Regions from separate parts of the Oryctolagus cuniculus genome. Here region 1 is linked to region 2. The links are chromatin contacts, called in public Micro-C maps. All regions are on one chromosome and are shown on one strand. The core of a region is the stretch at or near the end of the contact, and the rest is flanking DNA. Distances in the headings are between cores, read along the strand shown. Region 1 holds the start of AGL (amylo-alpha-1,6-glucosidase and 4-alpha-glucanotransferase). Region 2 holds the start of MFSD14A (major facilitator superfamily domain containing 14A).

Region 1 (2,700 bases), core at 18-2,517, 200 kb before region 2:
ACACTAGTACGTTAAAATCCTTGGAAGATGGCTTTTACTTTTACCCTCGGGCATAACCTCTCTCAAGGCATCTGCTCTGAGCCTGGAACTTCTGACCTCCTCGCGGCCAATCGTCAGAATAAACGCACAAATCCAGCGTCCATTAGATACAACAAGGCGTAATCAATGGTTGTTTTTGGAGCGGCTACTCTTACTCTACCTAGTCCTTCTGCGTCTGCCTGCAAGAAGAGGAGCCCCGCGGGCCGGAACTAGAAAGGGTAGACACGTGGCGGACAGGATGTCAGGGGCTGTGGCCAGGCCCGTTACCGTAGATAAGGGAAAACGGAACGCCCAGGACGCTTAGGCCAAGTTACAAACAAAAATTAAACAAAACTCATCGCGGAAGAAAGAGACAGAACGTCAAGTCACTTGCCCCCAACCATTCAGCTCTACCCACAAAAAGGTCTTGCTGTGCAGCTAAGGACCCAGCCTGGTACCGCAGGATTTTAAACGTGAACCAGGAGGTCGCGGGCCGTTCAAAGACGGGCGCATCCCGGCCGCCACACTACCTTGTGACGAGAAGAAAGCTAGGGGGACCCAGCTTTGGCTGCTGCATCAACCCCAACACATCTGCCCCCAGTCGCGGACGACTGCGGGACCCACACTCTCGCGAGACTAGCGGTCCGGGCGCGTGGGTCCGGACGCTCCCGGAAGTGGGCGAGGGAAGGAGTCGGCTCGCACCTGGGCGGCGGGTGCGCGCACGGCCGGGGCGGGTCGAGGGGTCTGGTCCCGGAGCTGCGCGAGGCGGAGTCGCGGGGGCGCTGCCAGCCTGTCACACCCGTCCGCGGCCCTGTCCCGGGCGCCGCCACCGCCGCCGCCCCTCCCTTTGCCCTTCACGGCGCCCGGCCCTTTTTGGGCTGCGGCTAGTGTTTGTGGCTGAGCCTTTTCCCTTTCGCATTCCTCACGTCCCGTGCCCTCCTCCGGCACCAGAGCGGCGGCTCCCGCAGTGTCCCCGAGCCGCACGTCCTAACTTGCTCGGCGTAAGTGCTCGGAATGCCGCTGGCCTCTCGGGAAAGTGCATTCTTTCTATCTATAGCGCCTTCTGTACATCCTGCGTCCGCGGCGTCTATTCCAGGGGCAACAACTGCTTCCCTCGGCTGTCATCTCCCCATTGGTGGCCTCCGCCCCGAATTTGGGAATGGGGCGATCTCCCACCTGTTATCTTTGAGCAGACTAATCTCCTGTAAGCTGCTGTGCCATTTGGAGTCTTCACAGCCAAATGGCTTGGGGCTGGGAATTTTTTCCCCTCAACGCTAGTCTTTCCTAAATACATTGCTTTTCTCAGAGAATGCTTTAGGTTTTTTTTTTTTTTTTAATTGCAAGAATCTGTGCTACAATATCTGCTTCGATCTCACTCATTGTGCTCGAAGGGAGGAAAACAGCTATTAATTCGCCTTCCCATATCTTATTTATAAGATCCATTCTTTGTTATTGCTCTGCTAATGTTAAAACATATTTAGAACATGTAAGTGCAGCTGTCAGCTCTGGACAGTTTCAGGTAATGGTTATTTCCTTGATCTTAATTCCTTTTTGTTTCATAGGGGTAACTCATTCGACTTTGGAGTTCTTTTAATTCTTCTGAAATATTTCAAGTCTTCTAGAAGCCAAAATGGGACACAGTAAACAGATTCGAATTTTACTACTGAACGAAATGGAAAAGCTGGAAAAGACCCTCTTCAGACTTGAACAAGGTCAGTAGCAGGTTGTTTGATTATCTTGTGTGTATCTATGTTTTTAAATCACTGATGGTCATATAAAATTTTTTTAAAATTTTGTTAGATGTAGTTCTCTAGGATCTTTCTGAAACTTGGTTTGTGCAAAGATGGTGCTACAGTTCATTCCTGCTGAAAGTTGATTTTAGTTAAAAATGTTTTATATCCATCATTTTAGGACAAGGATAAAATAGTTTGCTTTCTTTGCATACTAACTCCTACTTAAAACAGAAGTTACATATCTGATCAGAACATTGACCTTATTATTTCTAATGGCATTCATTGTCAAAACTTGGTAAATTACTTTATGTGTAATTTTGCTTTGGGTATATCTGTAGTCTTCCTTTTTTATACCTTTCACTGTTTTCCATTACTGAGGCTTTAAATTAGTAAAACTGCTTACAACAAAAAACAAACTATATGCTTATCAGATTTTCTCAAATATAAAGATAAAAAGTCTGAAAATATTTTCTTTCCAAATAAAGTGAAATGATGGATCAGGTTATGCTGACATATATTTGAACTATGATTTAAAAGATCAAATTACAATTCCACAAGACTAATAGAGGCTTTTTTATTGTACCAAATGGACATTGTCTGTCAAAAACATTTTTGAAGGAATGTTTTTACTTCCCTAGTATTTTAAGAGTTAGATTCTTGAAACACTTTCAGCCATTAGGTGTGTAACCTCCATACCAAATCCTCCATGCTGATTCTTCCAACTTTGTTTGGCATTTAAGATCACTGAGCACTTACTCCATTTTTGGCTAACCTGACTTTGCACTTCTGGTTTTGATTTTGTTTTTGCCCCTGCCCTCTTGATGAGTGCTTGTGTCCCAGTGGCTCTGTTCCTTCTACATTTTAATTAATTGCTAGTATCCGCCAAGAATCTTTTCTCCCTTTTGTTCTCCTGCCCTCAAATAATTATTCATTCTAACGGCCTCAGCTG
Region 2 (2,700 bases), core at 180-2,679:
GGAACCAGGAGCTTTATCTGGGTCTCCCACGTGGGTGGCAGGGGCCATCTGCTGCTGCTTTCCCAGGTGCATTGGCAAGGAGCTGGATTGGAAGTAGAGCAGTCAGGACTTGAACCGGCACTCATACAGGATGCCGGCGCTGCTATCTGCAGCTTTACCAACTACCCTACAACACTGGCCCCAGCTTAGTGACTTAAAACAAGAACTTTTTGTGTTACACAGTCCCAGAAGAGGCTAAGCTGGGTGTTGCTAGCTCAGGGCCTCCATGAAGTTGTAGTCAGATGTTGGCAGGGGTTGCAGTCAGCACAAAGCTTGACCAGGGCTGCAGGATTGTCTTCCAAGATGACCATCATGGCTTTTAGTAAGAGGCCTTGGTTCTTGGACAACTGGACCTCTCCATAGCTATTCAAGTGTACTCATGACAGCTGGCTTCCCCTAGACTTGGGCTCAGAGTGGATGACAGAAGCAAGAAGATGCAGTGCCTTTTATGACCTAGCCTCTGAAGTCAGTGCAGTCACTTCTGTTTTAATCTAACAGAAAAGAGTCATTAATGCTTCTTCCAGGGAGTATCAATGAGTCTGTGAAGCTGTCCTAGAACTGCCATACCCAGCTGCACTTTTAACATCCTGCCATTCTGCTGGGTCACACTCCTCCCCCCACCCCCTGCCTCCACCACATACATGTTATTTCCTGAATAGGGTAGGCTGCAAGCACTGCACTTCAGTGTTTAAGGAAAAGGACACTTTTATACAACACAGTAATCAAAATCTAACACTGCAATACTATTCAGTCCACATTCCACTCGTGTCCATTGGCCTTCCCATCATCTTCTCTTTCATCAAATTGATTTTTAAGCAATATAATCAAAAGGTAATGGCCTACCAAGTCTGAGAACCAGGTCATGTACATTTTCATTGGCAGCTCCTTGGAGTGGGGATCCACTGCAAAAAAAAAAAAAAAAAAAAAAAAAAAAAAAAAAAAAAGCACGATCCAGTTGTGTTCTGTTCTAGTGGGGTCTCTGAGCACCAGGACTGTTTCTGGAAAGCCCACTCACATTTACCTCTTAGGTTAGCTACTGTTCCTGGAAAAGCACTTCTCTTTAGCGTGCCCTAAAGTTCCAACTTGGTTAGAACACAAGTAGACAGTGCTGACAGTTTAGAGAGGTCTGGCTAGAATTTATTATTTAGACATTTATTAGCCATATTTCTGTGAGCAACTAACAACTTTTCGACTTAAATTTCTTCACCTGTGGGCGAGGAGCAGCGGCAATAACGACCCCTACCGCCCAGAACTGCTGCTGCCGGTGCAGGGAGCTGCTCCCAAGGGCCAGCGGCACCGCGCGGCGACAGCTGCGCCCGCGAACCTGGAAGGGCCGAGTGGGCGGGGCGGCGTCACGTGGGCGGGGCGGGGCGCGGCAGCTCGTCGGCCGATCGCACGATGTGACGCGCCGCCGGAGGCAGGCCGGGCCTTCAAGATGGCGGCGGGCGCCCCGAGCGGCTCGGCCCCGCAGTAGTGGCGGGACGGCACTCGCCGCTGGGGCCGGCCGCCCCGGGAGTGGCTGCAGCAGCGCCAGGAGTCGAGGATGGTAAAATGACCCAGGGGAAGAAGAAGAAACGGGCCGCGAACCGCAGTATCATGCTGGCCAAGAAGATCATCATTAAGGACGGAGGCACGGTGAGCTGGGGTTCCGCGCCGGCAAGCGTCCCTCCGTGCCCCCCCATCCCACCGCTTTCAAACCCTCGCTCTCCCCACGGTGGCGCTTTCAGCTCCCCTCAAGCGCCCCCGGACCCCGCAACCCCAACCACGAGTCGGCGTCTCGGGCTTCCGCCGGACACCGCGCCGCTGCTCCGGAGGCTGTCCTCCCCCGCTCCGGCCTGCGGCCTCCGGGGCCTGCCCTCTTGGAGAAGAGCCGCTCGCCTCCCCCGCACCTGCAGCCCTCTGCCCCGGCCGCCTCTGAGACCCTGCGGCATCGAGCCCCACGTGCGCCCCGGCCGCGGGGAGCAGTGTGCCGGCCGCCGGCGCACCCCTCGCCGCCGCAGCCTCGCCTCCGCCGCCAGGCCCCAGCCGCCGCGGCGCTTGCCAAGGGTCGGGAGCCATCCTTGCCCTGCCATATGCTGCTAACGGGGTGGCATCTGGCGCGGCGACCCCGTCGGGGCCTCGCAGTACGTGCGCTGTCTGCTTCCACGTCGCGGGGGTCGCCGCTCTCGCTCGTCGCCGCTCGCCGTACGGCCCACCCGGTCGGGGGTGGGCTTTCCTCTTGGCTTCGCGGGGCCTAAGCTTTAAACGGGCAGTCGTCACTCCGTTGTGCGTTAAGAAAAACCACGTAGAGTTGATGCGGTGTCAGGATTAGGGAGAGACACTTTGAAAGGAAGACAGATCGAGGACCAGAAAACCAATTTTGGTCTTTGGAAACAGTTATCGCAATAAACTTTAGGCAGCGTGCTGTAGTTTCCCGGCAGGGGACGTAGGCTTTGTAATTGAGAAAGCAACTCACCTGTACTTTTTATTTTTTTAATGAGGAGGATTCCCCGTTGCTAACCTCTCTGGTCTTTGTTGCATCCTTTGGTGTCACGTTCTGCGATAGAATGGAAAGGTGAAATATGTGGCTCCCTTTCCCAAGAAGGGTATGGAAATGGTTCCCTGAATTCCGCTTCTGTTGCTGTCTTACTGGATCCCTGATCAACTGCTAGCACAGTATTA

What was found. A called contact is a pair of places that touch in the nucleus more often than the background predicts.
Region 1: a contact with region 2 is called in a Micro-C map of ear pinna, with 6 times the contacts expected there. The contact joins the promoter of AGL here to the promoter of MFSD14A in region 2. A contact is called at or near these places in 2 of 6 Hi-C or Micro-C datasets (ear pinna and an unstated tissue).

The regions. Positions count from the first base shown.
Region 1 is chr7:70,476,516-70,479,215 of mOryCun1.1, reverse strand. AGL (amylo-alpha-1,6-glucosidase and 4-alpha-glucanotransferase) reads left to right here and starts at 1,267. Exons shown (of 35, transcript NM_001082247.1): 1 at 1,267-1,504; 2 at 1,581-1,650; 3 at 1,652-1,730. The coding sequence starts at 1,503.
Region 2 is chr7:70,277,399-70,280,098 of mOryCun1.1, reverse strand. It overlaps MFSD14A (major facilitator superfamily domain containing 14A), which reads left to right and starts at 1,429. Exons shown (of 12, transcript XM_002715838.5): 1 at 1,429-1,674. The coding sequence starts at 1,591. LOC103350111 (a long non-coding RNA gene) reads right to left here and starts at 1,386. Exons shown (of 3, transcript XR_518169.4): 1 at 1,061-1,386; 2 at 883-941; 3 at 1-82.